Linked DNA regions of Canis lupus: regions 2 and 3 are each linked to region 1. Evidence: chromatin contacts called from public Hi-C data. All regions are on one chromosome and are shown on one strand. The core of a region is the stretch at or near the end of the contact, and the rest is flanking DNA. Distances in the headings are between cores, read along the strand shown. Region 1 holds the start of LEKR1 (leucine-, glutamate- and lysine-rich protein 1). Region 2 has its middle 57 kb from the start of CCNL1. Region 3 holds the start of TIPARP (protein mono-ADP-ribosyltransferase TIPARP).

Region 1 (3,986 bases), core at 375-2,874:
CTCTTTTAGTCACTTCACAGAGACTCTTCTCCCAAAACTAGGGACTGTATTTTTTCCTTCAAGGGTCACTGACCCACAGGGGAAAATGATTAATAAAGGGTCGTACAGGAGGTGAAAAGGAACTTTATCACTGGATCACTTTATGAAGTCACAGTAAAAAGAGAAATTTAGCTAATTTAAAATTCAAGAGCAGAATGACACAAAACTTTATTCAATATGTTCAATGATAGGAATTCTACTTCGGTTCCAGTATGGCCAATAATGGGGTGAGAAAAAGCAGTGGAAAAACAAAAGAGACAAGGAATGAAACTCAGAGGAAGAGATCAACACAGAGCCAAGAATAAACACACAAGACACTGGGGAGAGGCTTAGGGGATTACTTTTTTTAAAAAGTAACACCCCGTCACAAATCTTCATCTGTGCTGTGGTCTGCAGGAATAACACTTTTCACTACCACTTTTTAACAAAAGCTATTCTTCACAATTTATTAACTCTCTTCATCCTTGAAATTCTTACTGGGCCTACTGCTGTTCAGTAGAACTTTCTCTGATGATGATAATGTTCTAGATATGGGCTGTCTGATGCCATGGCAACAGGTGACTCCTGAGCCCTTGTACTGTGGCTAGTGCAATAAATGGAATTTAAAAAAAAATCTCATTTTAACTAAATAGTCACATGTGGCTATCGTATTGGACAGGAAGTTCTAAGAAACATTTACGGTGTGGACGTTGATGGTGGGAGGAATACTAGTCTCAAGACTGAGGACGGATGACATTAAATCTCAGAATGAATTACAGCCTTTTAGCCGTATCTTCTCCCATCCTTAAGGCGTTTCCTCTGCTTATCATGCGTGAAGCACTCAATAAATATTATTGCTCATAATCACACTAGTGGCCAAACTAGCCTCAGCAGACTCACTTGGGAGTGCAGCTTCTGTTCTAGATGAAGCGCTCAGTGGATCTAGATGAACTGCTTTGGGTCCCATGTATGAACCCCATTATTGAGAACGGGCGCACCTCCACCGTCCCTCAGAAACACGCTGAACATGAGCAGCTGTCCACGTTCTTTGCCCGTCTCCCTGACCACTTGGTTGTCTCCTCTACTCCCTTTAATTCTCTCTCCAATACTCTTCTTGCTCGTGTTCCCTAGATTACCAACAATGCTCTTTGAGGGGGTGAAGACTCTAAGTCAGTAGTTGGCATTGGGGCAAACACGCCGGCCGGGGTCCCCCTAGCTCCACTCTGCGTGCCTGGAGCAGCAAGGCCTTTGGGAGAGTGGGGCACTGCATGCTCTCATTTTCATCGGTGGGCAGCTACCAAGGCCACTTGGGCTGAGCACCCCCAAACCTGCAGGCTGTGGTTTTCTTTGTGTTTATACTCAACCTCCCTTCATTTGATGGTAGCAAGTGTCTTTCTCTGCCCCTGAGCCACCGGTGATTTCTCCTGTGACAGCTGCATTTTCGACCTCATGGAATCCTCACAAAGGAGAGATGGGGACGGTTCAGGAGTCATGACAATCACCCCAAGAGCTGCCCCCCCCCCCGTGAGTCACTGAGCGTCACCCCACCGAGGGGCCGAGGGGCCGGTGCCTGCCTCTCGGGAGGAGCTCATCCCTCAGCACTGTCTTAGGGAGGAAGGAAGGACGTCCCGTCCCGCAGCTGAGCAGCCTCTGCCATCACTCGCCAACTAGGGTTTTCAAGAGAGCTTTCGGGCCAGGCTCCTGCGTCTTGACTCCTTGGGGTCGGGGTGAGCGTCCCCACGGCCTCCCCGCGCCCTCGCGGCCACGCCAAGGGGCAGAACCGCCCCGCACCCCTTCGGGCTCAGCACCTCCAGCGGCCGTGCCTGTGCCTGCCAGGAGGGCTGGGGCCCGGGCCAGGGGCCCGTGGGCGGGGGCACCCGCAGGGGGGTCTCCCCCCCTCCGTGCAGGAGGGTCTCTTCATCCCCCCTTAGGAGGGTCTCCCCCCCGCCCCCGTGCAGGAGGGTCCCTCCCCACCCCTTAGGAGGGTCTCTCCATCCCCCCTTAGGAGGCTCTCTCCATCCCCACCTTAGAAGGGTCCCTCCCCACCCCTTAGGAGGGTCTCCCCCCCGCCCCCGTGCAGGAGGGTCTCTTCATCCCCCCTTAGGAGGGTCTCCCTCCCCCCCCCCCGTGCAGGAGGGTCCCTCCCCACCCCTTAGGAGGGTCTCTCCATCCTCCCTTAGGAGGGTCTCCCCCCCTCCGTGCAGGAGGGTCTCTTCATCCCCCCTTAGGAGGGTCTCCCCCCCCCCCCCCCGTGCAGGAGGGTCCCTCCCCACCCCTTAGGAGGGTCTCTCCATCCCCCCCTTAGGAGGGTCTCTCCATCCCCCCTTAGGAGGGTCTCCCCCCCTCCGTGCAGGAGGGTCTCTCCATCCCCCCTTAGGAGGATCTCTCCCTACCCCTTAGGAGGGTTTCTTCCCACCCCTTAGGAGGGTCGTCTCCCCCCCCCCCCCCCGCCCGCCTCCCCCTCGTGCAGGAGGGTCTCTCCATCTCCCCGCAGGAGGGTCTCTCTGCCTCCCCACCCCCGCAGAAGGGTCTTTTCCCCCCCCATGCAGGAGGGTCTCTCCCCCATGCAGGAGGGTCTCTCTGCCCCGCAGGAGGGTCTCCATCCCCCCGCAGGAGGGTCTCCCCGCCCCCCCCGGAAGGCCTCCCCGGGTCCCCCTCGGCCTGGGGACGCTCCGGTCCTCCTCCGCAGCCCCCGCACGCCCCGCCCCCAAGCCCCCCCCTCCCGCTTCCGCCGGCGCTCGGGCCGGGGGCGTGGCCAGGGAGCCCCGCTCTGCGTCAGCGGGCGGCGTGGGCCGTGACGTCACCGCGCCCTGACGTCCGGCCGACGTGCGGCGCGGTCTCCCGGGAGACCGGGGAAGCCGTGCGCGCCGCGGGTGGAGCCGGAGGTGAGCGCCCCGCCTGCCCAGCCCGGGACGCCCCTCGCAGCCGAGGCGCCCCGCCCGGCCTCCGCCCCGCGCCCCCCCCCCCCCCCGCCGCGGCGGCCCGGGGGCACCGGCTGGGAAGGCCCGCGTTTCCGGAGGCCTGCGGCGGTGTGGGCCGGAGCGCCCGCCGCTTCGGGGACGCCTCGGGGCGTGAGCCCGCCGCCCGGGCCCTGACCTCGCTTGGGTGGTTCCCACGGGGCGGGGGGGGCGGGGAGCCCGCGACCCGAGGGCCGAGAGCCGGGCGCGAGCTGCGGCGAGCCAGGGGCTGGGCAGCGGGCGGTCCGGGGCGTCCCCGTGTTCCCGGCACCTCCTGCTCCTGCTCAGGCGGCGGGTCCCCAAGCGCTTAGGCAGGTGCGCCCGGGGCCAGGGTCACCTGCAGGAACGGGAAGGCCTGACCGTGACCTGCTGCAACGCGCAGACTAGTGCAAGCCTGCCTGCCCCGGGCATGCGCCCTCTGCCCCTCGGGTACGCAGGGAAATCTTTTTAATGACCCAGGAGGGGTTTCTAGACGTGAGAGCCCCCTTTTTTTCTTTTTTTTTTGGAAATGCAGCCATCCGGGAAGCGCTATCCCTGTGCCTTGGGATTGCACCTGGGGGGCCGGGGGCTCCGTGCTGCAGGTGGGTAGGCCCTAGAGCCGTCGCCCTCAGCTCGACCTCATCGCAGACCGCCCCTTCCAGGACCCGTGAATTGACAACCAGCCACGGCCCCGTGTGTAGCAGGCTGCATCGAGGACGAGTTGGCCATTTCTCCCGAGAGCGTGTATGCAATGGGTTGTGTCTCCACAGCTGTGCAAAACAAAACAAAACAAAACAAAAAAAAACTTGGGATTTCTGTCTGTCCTTCTAGTCTCTTTAGCAGACCCGCTCTGATGTGCATCACAGTCTAATGAAACTGCTCACTCAACATCAACAAAAACAATGCAATTCTTTCTGCATCGTGGAGACATTTTCTGGGTTGGCAGTATTTCAATTTTTAGATTTTTTTTCTTTCCTTCTTAAATGTTCAGAACGTACCAGATTTCCCCACCTACTATATAGTGAGGACATC
Region 2 (3,986 bases), core at 596-3,095, 210 kb after region 1:
ACATACAAGAAAACGCGAACAATAACGTGAACGTTAGGGTCTCCCCTCAAACGTGGCTAAGAAGCAACTGATGCACGGATAATGTGGGTGTGTGGAGATCTTCTGTTATGCAAGGCCCCCCCCAATTGTAGTGTGTCCTTAATAAAACAGCATCTTCCTTGACCTGCCGTTGGAAGTAAGTGCATGAGTGTGGAAGGGCCCCGCTGTCCTGGGACCCAGGAGGCTGCAGCAGCTTTCAGGGCAGGTTGCGTCTCCACTACTCTGAATCCCAACTTCCCTTTGCAGAAGGTAAAGAGTATTCCTTCCCGTCCCTGGAGACCTTAGTCATGGATGAAGCTCATTTACAAGCACCCCTCGCCCGCTTCAGCCGCGCACATCCCCACCCTTTATCCCCATGATGACCTTGGAAGTGACCAAGAGTTCCCAGGTAACCTCTCTGCCTCCGTGAAAGGTCTGCTTTTGCTTGTTTCGCAGGTCTCCGTAAATCTCAAAAAGAAAACTAAAGGGTCGCCTAAGCAAACCCCCGAGACAGTGCCTCTCCACGACCTCCCTGTCATTTTAGGGGTCATTTCACGCCTGGTTTAACTTTCTGCAATCATTTTTAGTATCTCCTTTTGCAGACTTCTTGGGGCCTGGGAGGGAAATGGAGTGAAGCTGAAGGAAACCAAAGGTGAGTCCCGCGGGGTGGGCGGATGGATGCCAGCAGGGAGGCTCCGGGGCTGCGGCCCACGCCCCCTCCCACCCCAGCCCCCTGGAGGCCAGCGCTCCTCACCGCGCACCCCGCACCCCGCACCCCGCAGGGGCACGACGTGCAGCCGAGCGAGGTCAGGGAAGTCGGGCGGGCTCCCCGCGCTCCCCCAGCACCTCCACCCCTGCAGGCGGCGCCCGGGGCGCCCACCCCCCACATCCGCTCCCGAGCTCCTCTGCACAGCAGGGCGCTCCCGGGGCCCCCGACCGCGCCGGGAACCGCTTTCCCGGGGGCCTAGGGCGAGCCCCGGCCTTTGCTAACGAGGGCGTGGCTCCCCGGGGGCTCGTTCCCGGCAGGCGCACCGGGTCCCTGCGGGGACGGGGACGCGGACTTCCCGCCGCGGGGCAGGCGCTCGCTGCAGCTCCCTGCACCGCCCCTCCCGCCCCGCGGCCGCGCATGCGTGGAGGGGCCGCGCCGGCTCCGGGCTCCCGGGCTCCAGCCGCCGGGGCCGCGCATGCGTGGGGAGGGCCGCGCCGGCTCCTAGGCTCTCGGGCTCCCGTCGCGGGGACCGCGCATGCGTGGGGAGGGCCGCGCCGGCTCTCGGCTCCCGGGCTGCCAGGCTCCTGGGCTCCGGCCGTCGGGGCCGCGCATGCGTGAAGAGGGCCATGCTGGCTCCTGGCTCCCAGGCTCCGGCCGCGGGGGCCGCGCATGCGTGAGGAAGGCCCGTCGGCTCCGGGCTCTCGAGCTCCGGCCGTCGGGGCTGCGCATGCGTGGAGAGGGCCTCGCGGGCTCCCGGGCTCTCGGACTCTGGTGGTGGGGGGCCGCGCATGCGTGGAGAGGGCCCGCCGGCTCCGGGCTCGGCTCCGGGCTCCCGCCGTCGGGGCTGCGCATGCGTCGGTGGTGGGGCCGGGGCTGCCCCGCGGAGCCCCGAGCGCCCGGGGTCAGGCTCTCCCCCGTTGCCAGGCTGCTCGGCGGGGAAGCCGCATCGTCGGAAGCGAGCCAGAGGGTGCTGAAGGCACAGGCTCCCTCCAGGGCATCTGCGAGGAGGCGGATGCAGAGGGCGGTGGGCGCCGGCCCAGGCTGCAGTTTCTGAATCCCTGCAGCTGGGGCCAGATCCAGCCCGTAGGGCGAGGCTTGCACGCCCCTTCCGTGAGCATCCATCAGGCTGCAGGCTGCTGCGGGCCAGGCGCGTGCATGGCACGGAAGATAAGCAGGGACACATCAGAGGCCGTGCCCTCTGCATGGGCGTCGACCAGTCACAGCTGGGCTCGACCTCGGCAGGCCTGCACTACTAGCCAGGTGGCCCGGTGTAGCTAAGCTCTGGGAGCCGTGGGTTCCTGGTCTGCAAAAAGGAGATGAAATAGAACCTACCTGCCGGGTCGCAGGGTGTAAGTGACATGAGGTGCACACTGCTCAGCGTGGTCACTGCAGTGCAAGGCACCCCCATGTGCACGCAGGATTTGGGGACTAGAAGCGGTGGGTACAGAGGTGTCCCCGGGACAGTCACAATACTCATTTCCAGACCAAAGTGACGCAGAACGAGAGGGAAGGTACTTTCCCCCTAAGCCCTGGGTGGCACTTAGGGAGACTCACCCAGGGCTACGTGACCTGGCACACAGAGGCGAGAGGAAACTGTCTATGTTTCCACCAGCTGCTGGCCGCCACCCTCTGTCTCCCTCCTTTCCCAGCTCTCGCTGTGACTCATGGCGGCTGCAGAGATAGGTGAGGACCTCTCAGCAGAGTGAAATGCGTTCTCCGAGGAGGTTTGATTTAGGTTTGAAGTCCTGCTCATCGCAGGCAGCTCTCCTCTCTTCCTAGGCAGGGCAGGCAGAGGAGCAATCCCTCCCAGCGACCAGAAGGAATGGGGGTGAAGCCCCTACGGCGTCAGACTGGAGCGGTCTGGACTCTGGATCATCAGAGCTGAAGACCGTCCAGGCCCGTGCCCTGGTGTAAACGGAGGAGCTTGGAAAAACATGTAAAAGGTCAAATGACCTCAAGCTTTAGACTCAGCTCAGCCCTGACTCTGTGTTCATTCACCCCCTCCTGCACACTGCTCCAGAGGCTCCGTTTCAGGAAGCAGGGAGAAGGAAATGGAAAATCGGAACCCAGAAGAGTTCCCAGGTTCGTGCAGCTCCACGGATAGCGGTAGCACTCGCTGTGATAGTGACTGGAGGACGAGGAATGGCTCTGAGTGGAGGATGGCATGTTTTGAACGCATTTTTCATGTGCAGGAGACTTCCAGGGGTGACCTCCAGGTGCCAAGCCTGCCAGAGAGAGGCTGCGCGAAGCACCCCCGGGAAATAGTCAACATAGAGGTGGGCCCTGAAGCTGGGGCTGCACTGAGTGGGAAGGTGATGGGATGGAGGAGAGCTGAACCTGATGGGTACCGGGTCCTGAGGCCCAAATAGGGGTCCTGAGGAGAGCGCAGAAAAGTGAAAAAACTAGGGGGAAAATGGCAGCAAGCAGTCCAAGTGAGGAGGTTTTTCTGGGGTGAGGAAGTGACCAGGAGCAGGAAATGCCACAGAGATGCCCAGCACATGAACGCTGGGATGTAACCATTGAGAGGGACAATGAGGAAGTCAAGTCATGGATGAGTCATTGACCCCTGTTTCGATGAGGTCATGAGAGCAGAAACCAGGTCACAAGGGGTTGGAGGCAAATAGAGTCAAGAAAGAGGAGCAGCAGGACAGTGGGTACAGCTTACTGCTTCGGAAGAGTTGGGTGGTTGGAGAAGGGGAAATTACAGCCAGGGAGCCTTGGGGGGGGTTGGCTTCGGTCGATGTCTTTTTACTGGAAGACACCGAAACATGCTGACAGGCTAAAGAGAGGTGGGGCTGGGTGAACGGGGAGGAATAGAGTGGGTGGGGTCTCGGTACAACCTCCGCAGGATGATGGGAGGAGAAGCTCTTCTGTCCCCATTAACCCAAAGGAAGGAGTCCTCTTCCTTCATTCTTTTTCTTCCACCAGGTGAAGGGAAGCAGTGCACTTGAAGGGTTTGGGGATGGACTTGAGCTCTTCACAACCACCTTTGTCTGAGTCATGGATCTAACCATGGCATCCATCTGTCAAATGCATTTAATGAGCCTCATTTGCATGTGGAGCTGTGCTCAACACCACGCGAATGATGTGACATAGTTCCTGTTATTACCATGTCGGTCAGGACTCTGGGTAGCAGGTGACTGAAACCCAGCTCTAACCAGCTAAACCAACAATGGAATCCATTAGTTTGCTAAACTGGGTAGACTGGTTGAAGGTATGGTTCGATTTTAGGTGCTTAAAAAAGGTGCTTTTAGGAGTA
Region 3 (3,986 bases), core at 415-2,914, 140 kb before region 1:
TAAATAACGTGTAATTTAACGGGTGGGAGAGAACAGAATTAAAAACACTTAATCCAAAAGAAAGCGTGAAGTGTAAGGACCACAGAACAGATGAGACAAAGAGCAAACAGCAAAATGCTATTTTTTGAACTTAGATGCTCGCTTCTAGGGCAGCCGGAGTGGCTCAGCGGTTTAGCACCTGCCTCCAGCCCAGGGCGTGATCCTGGAGTCCCGGGATCGAGTCCCACGTCGGGCTCCCTGCATGGAGCCTGCTTCTCCCTCTGCCTGTGTCTCTACCTCTCTCTCTCTGTCCCTAATGAATAAACAAATAAAATCTTAAAAAAAAAAAAAAAAGCAAACAAAAAGGAAACGTGCTTCTAGGTAACTCCGTGTATGAGCAGGCGCAGACCAAGACGCTGCCTTAACACAGTTTTTAAGCCTGAAAATTCAATGTTTACCTAGGAGCGTCCGAATCCTGTCGGTGTCATTCGTAGCTTCGCTGAACCCCCTGGACTTGATGCCGCGTGGAGCGCGCCTGCTGGGGGAGGCGCCGCCCTTAATCCACTTCTTGTTGGCGTCGTGTGGTTTAGAAGCGCGTGAGAAGATTGGAGACCCGTTATCTCCAGTCCTACTGCCGCTTAGCTCTTTATATAGGCGTTCCGGTGTGTGTTTGTGTTTTTTTGTTGTTGTTGTTTTCTTTTTGTTTTTTGTTTTGTTTTGTTTGTTCTTTTTTTTAAGGATAATAGTTGTCTTTTTCAACCCACGAAGCCTCCGAGCTGTGGGACTCAGTCAGACTTGAGGCCGCGCGGGCGGGGAGCAGCTCTTGGCAAGCTGCGTGCGCGTCTCTGTCCACGACCAACCGCCATCCAGGGCCCTTGTCCCCCGACACAGCGGGATCCACGAGCTGCACGCAGGGCTGTCCCCGCACCACCGGAAGCCATCCGAGGACTCACCGCCCAAGACCTTCGTCGGCCCAGAAACTACGGCAAACTCGCGCCGGGTGCGCGCTGGAAGGGGGAGTCCGTGGCGCTGCGCGGGGCGGCGGCTGCCGGGGCGTCGCCGGGTCCCCGCCGCGTGCCGGGCCTTCCCTCGCGGCCCGTCAGGCAGGGGGCGGGCGACCCCGTCTGGCCGCGGCGACCGTAGCAGCCGTCCGGCTCCCGTCGGGGTCCCGCGGCGCCGAGGCCGGGAAGGCCGGCCGCACGGAAACGCCTCGTGCCGTCCCGCATCCCGTCCCGGAGCCCCTCAGTCAGTCAGGCGGCGCCCGCCCCACGCGGCGCACACCGCCGCTCCTCACGGCCGCGCGACCGCCACCCCCACCCCCACCCCCACCCCCACCCCCACCCCCGCACAGCGCGCGTGCGCGCGCGGGAGGACACGCCCCCTCGCGGGAGCACGCGGCCGCCGCACGCACGCACGCTCCGCGCGCCTCCCCACGCCGGGAGCGAGCGCGCACGCGCACGCGCACGCGCACGCGCACGCGGGGCGGGCCCCCCTCGCTCCGCACGCCCCGCCCTCCCCGGCGGCGCCCACTGAGCGCCCGGCCCTCTCACCCCGCCCCTCTCCCCCGCGGCCCAGGCTCCGCCTCCGCGACGGGGCAGCCGAGAGGAGGCGACCGGAAGCCACTTTAAAGCGGAGCTCGGGGTGACAGGCGAGCGAGCCGGAGCGGGCAGTGCGGCCGCTGCTCTCTGCGCTCCCGGCGGCGGAATGGCCCGCGCGCTGCCCGCCGCGGCCCCGGCCTGACCGTCGGACGCCCGAGCCCGCTCTCCGCGCGGACGCTGCCGGCGCCCCGGCTCCGCGGTCCGCGCTCTCCGGCGGCGCCATCAGGTGAGGGCGGCGGGCGGCGGGGGGGGCGGCAGACCCGGCGGGGATGGCGGGCGGGGGCGCCGGCCTCGCGGCGTCCGTGCCCCCGCGGGCTCCCTCGGACCCGCCAGCCCGGGACGGGGCGGCCTGCACCCCCGGAGCCCTCGCGGCCGCGGGCAGGTGTAGGATCGGGAGGCGGCGGCGGCGGCGGGCCGGCACCCCGCGGGCGGACCCCGACCGACCCCGCGCGCTCGGCGGCGCCGCAGCCCACAACTTTGCGGGCGGTTCTCACGTCAACTTCGCGGGCGCACGAGCGCGCGCCGGCCTCGCCCCCCGCCCCCGCCCCCGCCCCGCGGCGCCGGCCGCCCGGTGCCCGCGAGCGTCCGAGCCCCGCGGGACGAGCCCCTGGGCAAGGTCGGTCGGGAGGCGGGGACGGCCGAGCTGCAGAGGCGGCCCGAGCGGCTTCCGCGGAGGAGGGGCCCCGACGGGGTCGGGACGGCGCGCGGGATGCTCGGGGACGCGGGGTCGGCCGGGCCGGGCGGCGCCTCCTCCGCGCTGCGCGGGGCTGCGGGCGGCCCGGGGGGCGGGGCTGCGGGGCCCGCGGCGGCCGGCAGGAGGCGTCCCTCGGACCCGGGCTCGGCGGCGGGGGGCGGCGGGGCTGCGGAGTCCGCGCCGGGCGGTCTCGGGGCGCGGGGGCCGGGGGAGCCCGGGGGTCACCACGCGGGGTCTGCGGGAGCGCGGAGTTCGCAGCGGGCGGTTGCGGGGCGGGGGGCGGCGGGAGCGGTAGGTCGCCGGCTGCGGGGGGGCCCCAGCCCGGAGGAAGTGTCCCTCCAATCTTTATTTTTCTGTTATGCAAACTAATTGAGGAACAAGTCCTAGTGACTTCCCCACCGCAGCCACTCCTTAGCGCTCTGCCTCCTCCTCGGTCTTATTTCCGAGCGGGTCGGAGGGCAATAACAGGAAAAGAGCGTGCGTGCGCGTCCACTGCCGTGTAAATGAGACGGGTGCAGCGTCTCTTCCCGTGATCGGAGGGGGCCGGGGTGCGTGTGAGTGAGTGTGAGTGTGTGCACGCACGCACGCGAGGGGAGGCACGGGCGGGCTCGGCGTGGTGGAGAGGGAATACCACAGTCCGTGCCAATTGTGCCTGGAGGCAAGAGCACCGAGCGATGAATAATAACGCCTGGCTTGGCCGCCTTCCAGCCGATGTATGTCTTCTGTCAAGTTCCTCCTCCGTGAAGCTTTCCCCACGGTGCCAGCTCGCACTGGACTCTTGCTGCCTCTTCTTTTGTACCCACCGTGTGCGCTAGCACCTGGCCCCGTGCCGTTGAGCTTTGAAAGACGGCTGTGAGCTTTCCGCGGCCGCCCGCCTGTGTGCAGATTTTGAACAGTACTGTAAGCCTGTTTTTTTTCCCGTTCTGGTGACTCTCGATATTTTCTTTTCTCTGGCTTGTTGTAAGAATACGGCGTGTAATACGTCTAAGGCAAAACATGTGTTCATCAGCTGTTAATTCCGGTCGCCAGTAGGCTGTTAGGAGTTCAGTTTTGGGGGAGTCCAAAAGTTACCGGTGGATTTTTCCTGGGTTGGTTTCCCTGCACGTCCCCCACCCTGGCCTTGTTCGAGGGTGAGCAGTACTGTGTTTTGTGTATTTCTCTGAGTTTGATCATTATGAACTTTTTAATGTGTAGATTCATGAATCTCTCCAGTTAGATCTCTAATATTCATTTTTCTGGGGAGTCCGTTTTAGCATTTTGTTGTACCTATGAAGGCTAACAGAACTAGTCCTTTAACAAGTGCTTTTTCTTCAGTAATTCAGTTAAAAAAAAATATGGAGCACCTACTGCGTGCTTTGTGCTAGGCGTGGATGGTGCCGATCACCTGGGATGAGTGTTTGAGGAAGTCATGGACCCTTGCATCAATGATCTCTTTTTCTTTTAGTCACTTGGCCAAGACAGAAGATTAATTGCTCATCACCAGCTCTTCCACCTCGTACAAGGCTCATTAAATATTTTCAGAATTGGTTAATGAATGTTAGGTTGTGGAGGAGACACTCTTTGTCCTTCTACAAAGTTTTCTATATACTGGGTTTTCTAAGGGGTCTTATGCTTTGAAGAGAGCACGATTTTGGTCTCAGTTCATTAAGAATCTGGCATTTAGGGTGTGTTTTATATTCTTGTATTTTTCTGTAATATGGCTTCACTTACCTTAA

What was found. A called contact is a pair of places that touch in the nucleus more often than the background predicts.
Region 2: a Hi-C map of blood shows a contact between it and region 1, with 2.0 times the contacts expected there. The contact joins the enhancer-like site here to the promoter of LEKR1 in region 1. A contact is called at or near these places in 2 of 9 Hi-C or Micro-C datasets (amygdala and blood).
Region 3: a contact with region 1 is called in a Hi-C map of blood, with 4 times the contacts expected there. The contact joins the promoter of TIPARP here to the promoter of LEKR1 in region 1. A contact is called at or near these places in 4 of 9 Hi-C or Micro-C datasets (amygdala, blood and skin fibroblasts).

The regions. Positions count from the first base shown.
Region 1 is chr23:50,943,195-50,947,180 of UU_Cfam_GSD_1.0, forward strand. LEKR1 (leucine-, glutamate- and lysine-rich protein 1) reads left to right here and starts at 1,625. Exons shown (of 13, transcript XM_038571291.1): 1 at 1,625-1,745.
Region 2 is chr23:51,148,171-51,152,156 of UU_Cfam_GSD_1.0, forward strand. No RefSeq gene overlaps it. Among named protein-coding and RNA genes, the nearest start is that of CCNL1, 57 kb to the right of the region's middle. Within about 2 kb of position 1,846, at least 5 of the 20 cell types and tissues checked have an H3K27ac peak or open chromatin away from gene starts, as enhancers often do. A contact at or near this core is called in blood, where this site is marked.
Region 3 is chr23:50,803,897-50,807,882 of UU_Cfam_GSD_1.0, forward strand. It overlaps TIPARP (protein mono-ADP-ribosyltransferase TIPARP), which reads left to right and starts at 1,665. Exons shown (of 6, transcript XM_038571279.1): 1 at 1,665-1,803.